3 separate regions of the Sus scrofa genome follow, and all the other regions are linked to region 3. A link is a contact called in public HiChIP or PLAC-seq data. All regions are on one chromosome and are shown on one strand. The core of a region is the stretch at or near the end of the contact, and the rest is flanking DNA. Distances in the headings are between cores, read along the strand shown. Region 1 overlaps C10H9orf3 (aminopeptidase O). Region 2 overlaps C10H9orf3 (aminopeptidase O). Region 3 overlaps C10H9orf3 (aminopeptidase O).

Region 1 (4,681 bases), core at 200-2,699, 310 kb before region 3:
CCCAAGGCTAGGAGTTGAATCAGAGCTGCAGCTGCCAGCCTGCACCACAGCCACAGCAATGTAAGATCCAAGCTGCATCTGAGACCTGTGCCGCAGCTCATGGCAATGCCGGATCCTCAACCCGCTGAGCGAGGCCAGGGATTGAACCCGCTCAATAACTACTGAGCCATGACAGGAACTCCTATAGTTAATATTTTCTGAATAATCTTTAGGAAGCCCATCTTTACAGTTTTGGGTCTACATATTAAAGCTTCACTCAGTCAAAGAATAAATCAGAGCATGATGGAAGAGAATATGAGGTAAAGAATGTATATGTGTGTGTGGCTGGGTCAACTTGCTGTACAGCAGAAATTGACACAACATTGTAAATCAACTATATTAAATTTTTTTAAAAATAACTATATGATAAAAAAGGATAAGTTAACTTGAGAAAAATACTAGGGAAATGTATCTTTCTACATCTCCAAGCCATGTGCTTGAAGTCTAAAAGATATCAAGAGTATAAATGGAATTTCCATCGTGGCTCAGTGAGTTAAGAACCCGTGGCTAGTGTTCTTAAAAAAAGGAATAGAAAAAGAGTGTTAAGAAAAATAATACGTCATTGAGCCTACTGACTAGAACCCTAAGGTCACTTTCAGGGGCAGGAGCAGATTTATCTAAAATGATTTTTGATTTTTTTTTCTTGTATAGAATTATTTTTAAAAGTTGTTATATCTTACTTTCAGGAAAATAATTAACGAATAGGAATGCGGCAGGAAGTTTTTTTTTTTTTTTTTTAGTTGGTTTGTTTTTCTACTTTCTTTGGCAAGAGCCTTCATTCGCTGTCTTTCTGAAGCCCTTGCTATTCCGGAATTCAGCTTGGACTTCTTTTTTTTTTTTTGTCTTTTCTAGGGCCGCACCCACGGCATATGGAAGTTCCCAGGCTAGGCGTCTAATCAGAGCTGTAGCCGCCGGCCTGCACCACAGCCACAGCAGCGTGGCATCCGAGCTGCATCTGTGACCTACACCACAGCTCATGGCATCACTGGATCCTTAACCCACTGAGCAAGTCCAGGGGTCGAACCTGCAACCTCATGGTTCCTAGTCGGATTCGTTAACCACTGAGCCCCGACGGTAACTCCCAGCGAGGGCTTATTAAATGAATAAAGATAGTGGCATGTTCTTGTTTTACCTTCTTAGGATGGATAACTACTAAGAGAGGCAGTTTATCCCTCTGCAGTGAGAAAAGGGAGTGAAAAAGAAAGTGATCAAATTTTCCAGCGTCTTCCATGTGAGTTTTTTTTTTGTTTTGTTTTGTTTTTTGTTTTGTTTTTTGCAAAGGTATGATGACATCTCCCGTCAGGAATGGGGATAAACTCCTCTTAGGAAGCTGTTTCAGGCCACCCATGGTCCTAATATTTCAAAACGAAACCTAACCCGTGTTTCCCTTAGACAGAAGGAACAGGTGCAGCAGAGCCCAGACTCTTCTCTCTCTCTGCCCTGGAGTCACTGCTTTAGTAGGTGATTCTGCAGGCTATTAGGACTGGTGTCGACAGGAAGGAAGCAGGGTTGATATCTGATTATCAGCCACCCTTCTGCCAAGTTCAACTCCTTTTTACAAGCTGAACACAGCAGTGGCACCTGGACTGTATCACTGTATCCAGGAACTTGTAGAGAAGGCCTGGCATCCCTGTTCTTTCAGCCACTTCCCTCACAAAGGCCAACTGCCCACCATCTTCCTCTACCATCCACCCCAGCACTGGGCTCAAATACTTTTTCTTGGCTAAGTGCCAGCCCCGTTGCTCCCACTGAACATGTGCCTTACTCTATAGAAAAGTCCTAAATTTTTCTGAAGAGTAGTTTTCTGAACATTCTAACTTCCCCATCACTTTTTAAAATATAAATATGTTCCCAGGCTAAGCTGATTTTTTAAAACCAGTGTTTCCTTGAGTTGTAGGTATTTTAAAGTGCTGCATGGGTAAGCATAGTTTGAATTTTAATGTATGGCGGGAAGATGTGAATTAGCACTTCAGACCCATGATTTCATGATTATGACAAAGGTGAGTCGATGGTGAAGTAGATTGAAGAACTGTATTTCATAAAAATACAGATGGTGCGAGGCTGACACAAATACTGGTGATGGGACCTGTGTGATGAAAGCTTGGGAAATACTGTTTTATACAAATACTCAAGGCTAGCGGTTTTTGAAATAGTCTTTAAAATAATATTGCAATAAATTCTAAGGTTGAAATGCTAGGCCATGTTAGGAGATGTGTACTTAGCATAGCATAGTTCTTTAACTGGAAAGTCCTCTTTAAATCAATAAGTATCTTTAAAAAATAGTTCCTTTAAAACACCAGGCTTATACTAATCCTTGCTAATATCACTTCTGTTTTTATTGAGTCCTTTGTTCCAAATTATATAAGATTTTTTATCCTCTGTAGGATTCTTGTAAGAAAGCCGTAAAACTTTTAAATGGTTCACTTTTCTTTTGTCCTGCACTTTTTAAGATAACAGCTTCATTGAGATGTAATTCACATACCATATAATTGTACATTTCAGTAGTTTTTAGTATATTCATAGGGTTGTGTAGCCATCTCTGTTTATTTTTCTTTCTTTCTTTCTTTTTTTTTTTTTTTTTACTGTTGTACTGTACAGCATGGCGACCCAGTTACGCATACATTTATACCTTCTTTTTTTTCACATTATCGTGCTCCATCATAAGTGACTAGACGTAGTCCCCAGTGCTACACAGCAGGATCTCATTGCTAATCCACTCCCATCTTTGTTTAATTTAGGATCTTGTCATCACTCCAAAAGGGGTCCCTATATCCATTAGTAGTCACTCCCTGTTTTGCCTTTCCCCAGACCCTGACAACCACTAATCTGCTTTCTGTCCCTGTGGATTTGTGTATTTTGTCTTTTGGGGGGGGGGCAGAGGGCTGCATCTGCAACATACGGAAGTTCCCCAGCCGGGGATTGAACCTGCACCACAGCAGTGACCTGAGCTGCTGCGGTGACAACAAAGGATCTTTAACCCATTTCCCCACAAGAAAAACCCCTAGATTTGCCTATTTCGGACATTTCATATAAATTAAGTCATATAACATATGGCCTTTTGTTTCTTCATTTCATTTAGCATAATTTTTCAAAGTTCATTCATGTTTAGTATGCATCAGTATGTCATTCCTTTTTATGGTGCAATAATATTCCATTGTATAGATATACTACATTTCTTTTTCCTTTCATCACTTGATGGCCATTTGGATTGCCTTGCTGGTTTTTCATTTTTAACAATATTAAAAATAGGAGTTGTGGCTCAGCAGTAATGAACTCAACTAGTATCCACAAGAATGTGGGTTTGATCCCTTGCCTTGCTCAGTAGGTTTAGGATCTGGCATTGCCGAGAGCTATGGGATAGGTCGCAGACACCGCTCGGATCCAGTGTTGTTGTAGCTGTGGTGTAGGCCAGCAGCTGTAGCTCCAATTCGACCCCTAGCCAGGGAACTTCCATATGCCATGAATGCAGCTCTAAAACAAAGAAAAAGACAAAAAAAAAAAACAAAAAAAAAAAAACAAAACCCAAATAAATAAACAGTATTAAAAATACCTAGGGCTTGTGAAGTAGTTACTGGATGATGCTGCAAATCTGTTCTAGAGGGGATTCACACGGTAAGTGGGAACTGGATTTCTAGTCCCTTGTGATCATGGATTCACAGAGTCTGTATCCCCATCTGTTTATGCTAATGAAATATTTTCTTCAATGAGCTAGAGCAGTGACTTTTTCTCAATAGCAGAGCATTCATTATTAATAAACTACTTTCACATTATTTCTTTAAGGCTGAAATTTCAAAAATAGCTTCTATTAAAAACAGTATTTTTCATCATTTCTAGAAGAGGAAATCTTCTTTAAAAAGCTGTTATTTTTCTCTATATTTTCTTTTCCAATTTCTCTGTTTTTATACTACTGAACCCTGTAACCCAACTCTATTAATCTAGATCCTGTTCCAGTATATGAATATTTATAGACATAATAAATCATAGTACTTCTCCTAATAGAGTTTTTAAAGTTTTGTTAATTTTTCTCATAGCATAACAAAAATTCCTGGGTGGTCTGATAATGCCCTCATCCTTAAGTGTTAGATATTAAGCCAGTTCTTTTTTATGTTTGAAGGCTGTGTTAGTTGAATTATACCCACAAAATTGTTCATTAGTTATTTATCTTGGGCCTGTGGTATGCAAAGCACTTCATGGAATAATACCCCTTACTTTTGCATCTGCTGTAGTCATACCTTCTGTCTTTTTTTTTTTTTTTTTAAGACAATGTCAGGGTTTGAGATTGTTTGAAGCTGAGTTTCAATCTTGTTTGTTTGTTTTGCCCTTTAGGGCTGTAAGTGCGGCGTATGGAAGTTCCCAGGCTGGGAGTTGAATCAGAGCTACAGCTGCCAGCTTACACCTCAGCCACAGCAACATGGGATCCGAGCTGCGTCTGCATCTGCGACCTACGCCACAGCTCATGGCAACACTGGATCCTTAACTCACTGAGTGGGGCCAGGGATCGAACCCATGTCTTCATGGATACTAATTGGGCTTGTTACCGCTGAGCCATAACAGGATCTTCTAGTCATACCTATTTCAACCATTGTACTCAAATTCTGTGTTGAGGACAGTGAGTGACCTTGAGTGTGACCTGGGATTATTA
Region 2 (4,215 bases), core at 1,361-3,860, 260 kb before region 3:
AACGATGATGATATCATCCTTTTAAAAAATCAAGTCAATTGAAGTTTCCCTCCCCACCTCCCGACTTGTGTGTGACAGCCAGCCTCAGATCTGCCTGTAACATCTATACTTAATACTTCATAAAGTCATCATTTCTAAATTTTTGAGCTAGGTCTGATTTCAGACCCTCAGTCCTGTTTTTGGACACTGCACTGTTTGGAGTTAGGAGGCTGAGGTCTCAGTGCCCATTCAGACGTCCTCTGCCATGGAGTGTGTAAAGCCCTTCGTATGCAGATTGAACAGGCAGGAACTCTCCTTTTCCCTGGTCCCTTCCTGTGATTTTGCTTGGCGGCTTGACTTTCTTCTCTTATTTAATAGCCTTGTGATCCATCTCATCACGTGAGCCGGAAACCTGAGAAAATTCTGTTGGTTATCTATTTTTGCATAACAAATTACCCCCAAACTTGGGAGTTCCCATTGTGGCTCAGCAGGTTAAGAACCCGACTGGCATCCATCAGGATGTGGGTTTGATCCCTCAGTGGGTTAAGGATCCAGTGTTGCCCTGAACTGTGGTGTAGGTCACAGATGTGGCTCAGATCTGGTGTGGCTGTGGCTATGGTGTAGGCCAGCAGCTGCAACTCTGATTCAACCCCTAGCCCGGGAACCTCCATATGCCATGGGTGCGGCCCTCAAAAGAAAAACAAAAAACAAAAAAAAATTACCCCCAAACTTAACAGCTTAAAAGAACCAGACTTATATACCATTTCTGAAAGCCAGGAATCCAGGAGCGCTTAACTGGGTTCTTCTGGCTCAGGACCTCTTAGAGTGTTGCTGTCAGCTGGCTGCCAGGATCACAGGCATCGCAAGGCTTGGCTGGAGCTGGAAGATGTTCTTCCAAATTCATGTGCAAGGTTGTTGGCAGGTTTCAGGTCTCCTCACTGACTGGGGGCCAGAGGCCTCCATTCCTACCCCATGGACTCCTCCATAGGCTGCCAGAATGTCTTCATGCCATGGCAACTGGATTCCCCAGCGAGCAAGGGATGAGAAGGAGTGAGAGAGGAGAACCCCTAAAACAAAAGCCAGAGATTTTTAAATAGTCGAATCTCAGAAGTGATATCACTTCTGCCATGCCCACTGGTCACAAAGGCCAACCCTGATGCAGTGTGGGAGGGGACTCTGCATGGGTGTGAATACCAGGGACCAGGTCACTGGGGTCCATCTTGGAAGCTGGCTACCTCAGAGAGGCCTTCCCTTCCTTCTCCCTCTCCTTTAGCAAATCGCCAGGTCCTTCTAATTCTTCCTCTGCAGTGTTTCTCACCTATAACGTCATCTCAGATCTCTTTCTTCTGGAGGCTGATGGAAAAAGCCTTGGGGACCGCATACCTAAGGGAACAAGCAGAATGCATGATAATATGCCAGCAAGGTTTCCAACCCACCTTATAGGGAGAAGGGGAGTACACACCCTGGCAAGCTAGTGTTTTGGGGAGGATTTGTTCCCTGTGCATGAAAGGGAAAGCCTGTAACCACCAGGGTCACCCTAGGGAAGTGTGCTGCGTTCAAAAGCAAGACAGCACAGATACTTTCAGAGTGGCCTAAGCACCCTGGGACTTGAGACCACAATATGGGATAAGCGCCCCCTTTGCATGAGGCAGAGAAGGTCTTAGGATATCTCTAGGCAGAGGCCTCCCACTTCCCTGTAAGCATCACAAATAGGTTTAATTCAACAAGTCTACTTAGAGGAGTTCCCATCGTGCCTCAGTGGTTAACAAATCTGACTAGGAACCATGAGGTTGCGGGTTCAATCCCTGGCCTCGCTCAGCGGGTTAAGGATCCGGTGTTGCCATGAGCTGTGGTGTAGGTCACAGACGAGGCTCGGATCTGGCGTTGCTGTGGCTCTGGTGTAGGCCGGCAGCTGTAGCTCCAATTGGACCCCTAGCCTGGGAATCTCCATATGCTATGGGTGCGGCCACAGAAAATACAGAAAAAAAAAAAAAAAAAAAGGACAAGTCTACTTAGAGTGGAAGTGGATTCCTAGAGCTCAAGCTGTGGGGTCCATTCTGCTTCGTTGAGAAAGAAAACCTTGATTCTCAATGTCATTAGTCATTGTCAAAGGGAGAGGCATTACACGTGCCATGTAGACAATGGCAACATACTTACTCTCTTTCCACTAATGATACTTTTCTTCTTGGGATCCTTCTCTAAGATGGGCCTTTGAGGGAAAAAAGCAGGTGAATTTTTCAGAACTAGGCATACCTTGACCCCATATACCTGAGCTATGTGAGCTGCTAAAGCTCCCCCCACCAGTACCCATCCATCACCAGCAGCCCCATCTGGAAGAAGGTGGCTTTAGGGGGCTTTGTCCTTAGGGTCTCAGGCAGCCTGAGGCTGGAGAGTTAACCAAGGCTCATCAATTAACCGAGGATCTAAGGAGACCAGGGTGGAGCTCAGCACTCATTGAAACTGATGGAACATTCTGGGCCTTCCGTAAAAATTTGTCTTTGCTCTTGGCTCGATGATTCTGGAACACAGAATCCTATAGATTTAGAGACCACAACAGGCAGTAGAAGTCCTGCCCTTCATCCCCATTTAGCATGTGACTCAGAGTGGTCAAGGGACTTTCCCATGGCCATTTAGTGAGTCGGTAATTCAGCCAGGACCCAAGTCTGAATTTCTAAACTTCTTTCCCCGTCTCATGTCAAACCTGTGCATCATCACAGCATATACATTTCTAGGAGGTAGACTGCAACTGCATGTCTGCTGTAAGGTCCATTTTCGGCTCTTATTGTTTTCTTTGAATGACAAGGAACCTCCTCTCCCAGGCTTCCTTGCCTTTGGCTTCCTGCCAGTTTTGGCCAATGCAGGGCACTGGTGGAACATTTGAGAGCAGGAGGTGGGGAGAAACAAGGTATTTTCTCTCCCCTCTCTGCTTCTTTTGTGCATCTCTAGCAATGATGAGTCTCCTTTGGTCCCAGCGCCCGCCGGACCTTCCCACGGTGACTCTGGCTTCCGCCCAATGACCCCTGATGCTGTAAGCCTGTAACACCCAGTAACGCCAGCTCCTCCAACCTGTGGAGTCACAGCTACTTACCACTGTGGCTAATCTCTCGGTTGCCTCATTGTCCCCTGTTTGGCTTCTCAACTCTTCTGTAACTTGTATAACCAGTTCCCTGTATGAAAAGACCTAGACCAGGTTTCTCTTTTCCTTCCTGGACCCCAACTGAAGGAGCGGGGCCATCATTCTCCCTGTTCTTGCACACGGTAAGAACACAAGAGAGGTTTCGTCGTAACAACGTTAACAAAAAAGGAAAACCAGTTGCAAGAGAGGTAGTGTTCTGCCCTAATATTTACTCTATAAAACAAGCCAATTAAAACTATATCAGGTTTGCCATAACCCTGAAAAGCAAAAAGTAGAAATACTTTCCTAAGGCATCTTCCTCCGGGCCAGTCCGTGCCTCCTACACCCTAGTGTCGGAAGAACAGACCTCTCTCATCTCATAAATTTTTTTGTTTTCTATCTCTGGCCGTGACTTAATCATGGAAGGGGTTGTCCTTGATATGGGTGGGTCTGTATTTTTTAATTGTAGCAGAATGAGGCCTAACGTCATGCCATTGGTTTCCTGCACTTGCTTTGCTAACAGCTCTATCCTTGGCCTTCCCGTCACAAGCCTGGTTGTTGCGACCTACGCGCCTGTTTATATGCCAACCCTTGTTCTTGGCCTCCACACAAGGATTCCCACAAGGGTTCCATTGGCGATGGTGGTTTCCAAGATTGGGGGTATCTGCCTGCCAGCCCTGGATTTGAGACCACCAGCTTGTTTTTCTAAGCATTAATATCTCAGTGATCGCCTAAACATGTTTTCTTTTCCAGAATATTTTCCAAACGGTTCATAAGAATGTCCCTAAAACTTTTTCTCTTTTGAAGGCTTAAGGGCCTAAGGGGAGGGGCAAGGGTAATATAAATTTTAACTTGGCAGACTAGTATTTAAAACTTCATCCAAAAAATATTTTTCCCCTTTAAAACAAAACAAAACAAAACAACTCTCTTTATATAGTTAAGTAATTCATTTGGGAGAAGTTACCACTCCGCTATTCACATAGCCAGCCCTTGGCAGTTTCAATTCAAGATGCTTTGAAACTAGTCAACTACAAAGCCTCCGCTATTTTCTCTTTGAAAGCGCAACTTAACCTTCACTACCATGGTGGTGAGAAAAGTGACAACTCGTTTTAAAGATTCTT
Region 3 (4,229 bases), core at 196-2,695:
GGGGGAGCGGGGGTGCCTAGGCGCTCGCGTTGCTGCGCATGCGCGCATCCCCTGGGAAGCCGGTGCAGAACCGGGGTTGTCAGGCCGTCGGCCGAAGTCTTGTGGCCTCTGTCCCTCCAACCCTTGGTTTACATGTGAGAACGCGGAGGTCCGTGGTGCTGGCCTGAGACCAGGCGCTGCTCTCTCCAGCTGTCTGCCTGGGCAGCTCCTCAAAAGAAGCCGTAGAAGCGGAGCAGCTCTGCGTTCCTGGGGAGAAGCGTGTGTGGCTGGTCGTTGTCACGTTGTGGGGCACAGGCACCGGAGGGCGGCGGGAAAGAAGTGCCGGGAGATGCAGCGGGGCACTCCCAGTCCAGCCCTGGTGGCCTAGAACCTCGTCCAGAGTGAGTTTCCCGAGGACCCTCCCATCCTGGCTTGGGTGGGCGTGGACTGGGTCAGACCTTGAGGGCTCCGAGCGGGCAGGACTTCGTGGTGAGACAGCTGGGTGTCTGGAAGGGTGTTAGGGCCAGTGTGAAATTTTGCCTTTAGTGAACTTTACAAGGCACAGATTATCTGAAGTTTTTGTCATGTTTGTCACGGACCAAGCAGCTGTGACATGAAAATATTTTTGCTCTTTTTCATCTAACAATAGTGTGACCCGAGAACAAGGCATTTTATTTGGGAAGGCTCTAAAGGTACTTACAAATGCCTTTTCTTCAGTCTGTGCAAATATTTTTTAATGTTTGTTATCTTTTTTTTATCTAAAGTGCAAGGCTGCTTTCCATGTTTAAATGCATTCGCGCCTTGATGTATTGCACATTTAAAAGGAAGTTTTTCTGCGGTCTTGCTGAACTTGGCTGTTAGCTTACAGGCCAAATCAAACCACCTCCACCCACAAAACAGTATCGATAAATGCTGAACTTGGATCATAAAAGGTTTAGTTCCCCAGAACTCTGTGTACATTTGGCAGGGCAAAGTGAGTAGGAATATTATGGGTTGGGAAAGAAGCTGCCCGGGTTTTCTCTGCAACACAACTGGCAGATGCCGTCCCAAATGAGAAGCTGTTTCAGCCTCGTGGAGCCCCCCCCCCCCCGCTCCCAGCAGAAGGAAGGGCGCTGGAGAGAAGGCATAGATGATACTCCCGTGTTCCTAATCTCAGCGTACCTTGAGGCTTTATTAGAGATTAAGTCACTGGCTTAGTCAACAATAGCTTTACCTAATCATAGAGCACCAGATTATCACAAAACAGATCCAAACCATGCTGAATTTGCTTCCAACAAAGGATTGCTGATGTGCGTGTACAGCTCGGGTGCCCGTGCCTGCGAACACACACACTTTACCTGTTTCCCTGGCCTTTGACCTCCCAGCAGGGGAGGTTTGGGCAAGGCCGGCTTGGTGACCACCACCTTCCACCCTGGAGGAAAGAGCTGCAGCCGTTATTTCCAGAGCTGGCGCTGTTGGTGTCTGCGTCTGCCTCTGACTCATGCTCCCCAAGAACTGCCCTGTGCATAATGCAAAGTCATTGTTATCCTGAGCCATCCTAGGGAGAGGCTCAGTGGAAAAAGTGAAGGTGGAGCAGACCTGGCTCCAGAACAGAAGGTGAAAGATAATGTTTTTTGTTTAGTTTTGCTGAACTTCACATTCAATTTTGTGGGAACAGCCGTAATCCTGATGGAGTTCAAGATAAAAAAGGAGAGGAACTCTGACTTGTTGCTGCAAGACTCCTTGGCCTGGTGTTCAGATTCTTAGCCAGGAGGCCGAGAGGAGAGCGAAGTAACCATCAGCGATTGTTCAAGTTTTTGAACACGTATTTGTAGTTTCTTCGTTTTTCATTTTTTGTATCAGATCTGTTTTGCAGTCATGCCCTGCTGCAGAGAAGAGAGAGGGAGGTTTTATAAATCTGTGTGACCGTCAGTATTCTTATTACTTGTCTTTGATAACCTTGCAATAATCTGGGAGGATGAGACACATCATTTAAATACTTCTTTAAAGAAATATTGCTGTGGTATTCATGGTGGGACATTTTCCTGTGAAAAACTCTTACCAGCATATTTGAAAATACTTCCTTTTCTAGAAAGACAGTTCATTATAGTAAGTCTTAATATCAGAAATAATTCAAAATCAAAATAAACAAGAAAATGTTGTTTTAGCAATAGTTGAATTTTAACAGTAGCTTGGTAGAAAGAATTCATTCGTCAAGAGCATTTCCCCCCCGCGCAGTTTCCCCGAGACTAGTTTTCTTAGCAAGAGAAAGGTTACTCTGTTATGGATGGACGTGTCTTTTTTTCCTTTTCCCAGAACATGTGTGGTCTCTGTTCACTTCTCTCTCCGCAGAACTTTGGAGATGGCCCCAGCTAATGCCTTGTGGGTCATCGATGCTGTTAGAATCAAATCGAAGTCGTCAAGTACATTTTCTTTCTCCGATCCAATAGTCCTTCATGCTGTGGTTGAAGTCCCCTCTTCACCCCTTACTAGCTTTTTTTGTTTTTGTTTTTTTTGTCTTTTTAGGGCCGCACCCGTGGCACATGGAGGTTCCCAAGCTAAGGGTCGAATCAGAGCTGTAGCTGCCAGCCTACACCACAGCCATAGCAACACCAGATCTGAGCCATGTCTGTGACCTACACCACAGCTCATAGCAACGCTGGATCCTTAACCCACTGAGCAAGGCCAGGGATCGGACCCGCGTCCCCATGGACGCTAGTTGGGTTTGTTAACCACTGAGCCACAACAGGAACTCCCTCTTACTAGCTTTTTTATCTTTTTTTTTTTTTTTGTCTTTTTTTGCTATTTCTTGGGCCGCTCCCGCGGCATATGGAGGTTCCCAGGCTAGGGGTCCAATCGGAGCTGTAGCCTCCGGCCTACGTCAGAGCCACAGCAACATGGGATCCAAGCCGCGTCTGCAACCTACACCACAGCTCACGGCAACGCCGGATCCTTAACCCACTGAGCAAGGGCAGGGACCGAACCCGCAACCTCATGGTTCCTAGTCGGATTCGTTAACCCACTGCGCCACGACGGGAACTCCTAGCTTTTTTATCTTGAATAGATTCGTCTGTGTAAGCCTCAGTTTTTTATCTTGAATAGACTAGCCTGTATAAGCCTCAATTTCTTCATCTGTAAAATCGTTAACCGTAAAGCACTTAGCCTTAAAGAGTTGCCATTGCATCATTGCTCACCCACAGTCGTTATTAATGTTATTGGTTTGGGCTTTTTCAATACTGTTATCAGGGTTTAAAGTTACTTGTAATCCGTGGTATATTAACAAGACCGGAAGGAGCCTTAGGAAACGTAGCCTCAGGAAGAATGACTGCAGAGGCTCTTAGGGTTTGGAACAGCAGCCTTGCATCTATGGGCCAGCTGAAGTATCCCCAGAATTAGGCCAGGGAGGCAGCCCCATTTCTTCTCTGGCAAGTCCCAGCCATGCCTAAGAGGTGCACCTGTCTCCCAGGCTGACACAGGAATCTGCTCTGTGGGGCCCCTGCCTTGGGGAAATACTGCCTTGGAATCTCTTAGAAGTTTCCACTAGGATCCTCCAAACAGAATTTTAGTTGAAATCATCAGAGCTGTCTTACTGATTTGGGTTCAGGTCTTTTTTTTTTTTTTTTTTTTTTTTTTTTTTGTCTTTTTGCCTTTTCTAGGGCCACTACCGTGGCATGTGGAGGTTCCCAGGCTAGGGGTCTAATCAGAGCTGTAGCCACCGGCCTACACCATAGCCACAGCAACACGGGATCCGAGCTGCATCTGCGACCTACACCACAGGTCACGGCAATGCCGGATCCTCGACCCACTGAGCAAGGCCAGGGATCGAACCTGCAACCCTATGGTTCCTAGTGGGATTCGTTAACCACTGCGCCACCACGGGAACTCCTGGGTTCAGGTCTTAATTAAAGTAAGATCAATTTGCAGAAGGTCTGGCCATCAAGAAATACAATGCTTGCTGGTGTCCTGAGCACTACATAATTCCAGGAAGCTTTTAAAAACAAAGTGTTGAGAGATCCACATACACACACCCTGGAACTATAGAGATTGGAATTTATAGTAGCTATCATTCTTATGCAGTACTGGCTTGGAATAGTTAGTTTCCCCAGGTGCTGACTTATGGAGAGAAACCCTCACACAGAAGAAATGGCCTGGTGTTTGTCTCAACTTGAGTAATGGGTCATGCATGATTTTAAGAAGGCTTCTCAGAATGTCCTTGCTCATGTAAATCAAGGATCAATATTTTTTAGAGAGAAGCTTTTATAGATAAGCCA

Evidence for each region. HiChIP or PLAC-seq counts read pairs in DNA pulled down with a chosen protein or histone mark.
Region 1: a contact with region 3 is called in an H3K27ac HiChIP or PLAC-seq map of skeletal muscle, with 4 times the contacts expected there. The contact joins two enhancer-like sites. A contact is called at or near these places in 2 of 2 datasets of contacts at active chromatin or transcription factors (alveolar macrophages and skeletal muscle).
Region 2: an H3K27ac HiChIP or PLAC-seq map of alveolar macrophages shows a contact between it and region 3. The contact joins two enhancer-like sites. A contact is called at or near these places in 2 of 47 Hi-C or Micro-C datasets (brain and retroperitoneal adipose tissue) and 2 of 2 datasets of contacts at active chromatin or transcription factors (alveolar macrophages and skeletal muscle).

Annotation. Positions count from the first base shown.
Region 1 is chr10:27,453,994-27,458,674 of Sscrofa11.1, reverse strand. The region is part of intron 1 of C10H9orf3 (aminopeptidase O); the gene reads left to right. Among named protein-coding and RNA genes, the nearest start is that of C10H9orf3, 16 kb to the left of the region's middle. Within about 2 kb of position 1,449, at least 1 of the 83 cell types and tissues checked has an H3K27ac peak or open chromatin away from gene starts, as enhancers often do. A contact at or near this core is called in skeletal muscle, where this site is marked.
Region 2 is chr10:27,408,561-27,412,775 of Sscrofa11.1, reverse strand. The region is part of intron 2 of C10H9orf3 (aminopeptidase O); the gene reads left to right. Among named protein-coding and RNA genes, the nearest start is that of C10H9orf3, 62 kb to the left of the region's middle. Within about 2 kb of position 2,610, at least 4 of the 83 cell types and tissues checked have an H3K27ac peak or open chromatin away from gene starts, as enhancers often do. A contact at or near this core is called in alveolar macrophages, where this site is marked.
Region 3 is chr10:27,142,482-27,146,710 of Sscrofa11.1, reverse strand. The region is part of intron 14 of C10H9orf3 (aminopeptidase O); the gene reads left to right. Among named protein-coding and RNA genes, the nearest start is that of MIR23B, 64 kb to the right of the region's middle. Within about 2 kb of position 1,445, at least 39 of the 83 cell types and tissues checked have an H3K27ac peak or open chromatin away from gene starts, as enhancers often do. A contact at or near this core is called in alveolar macrophages and skeletal muscle, where this site is marked.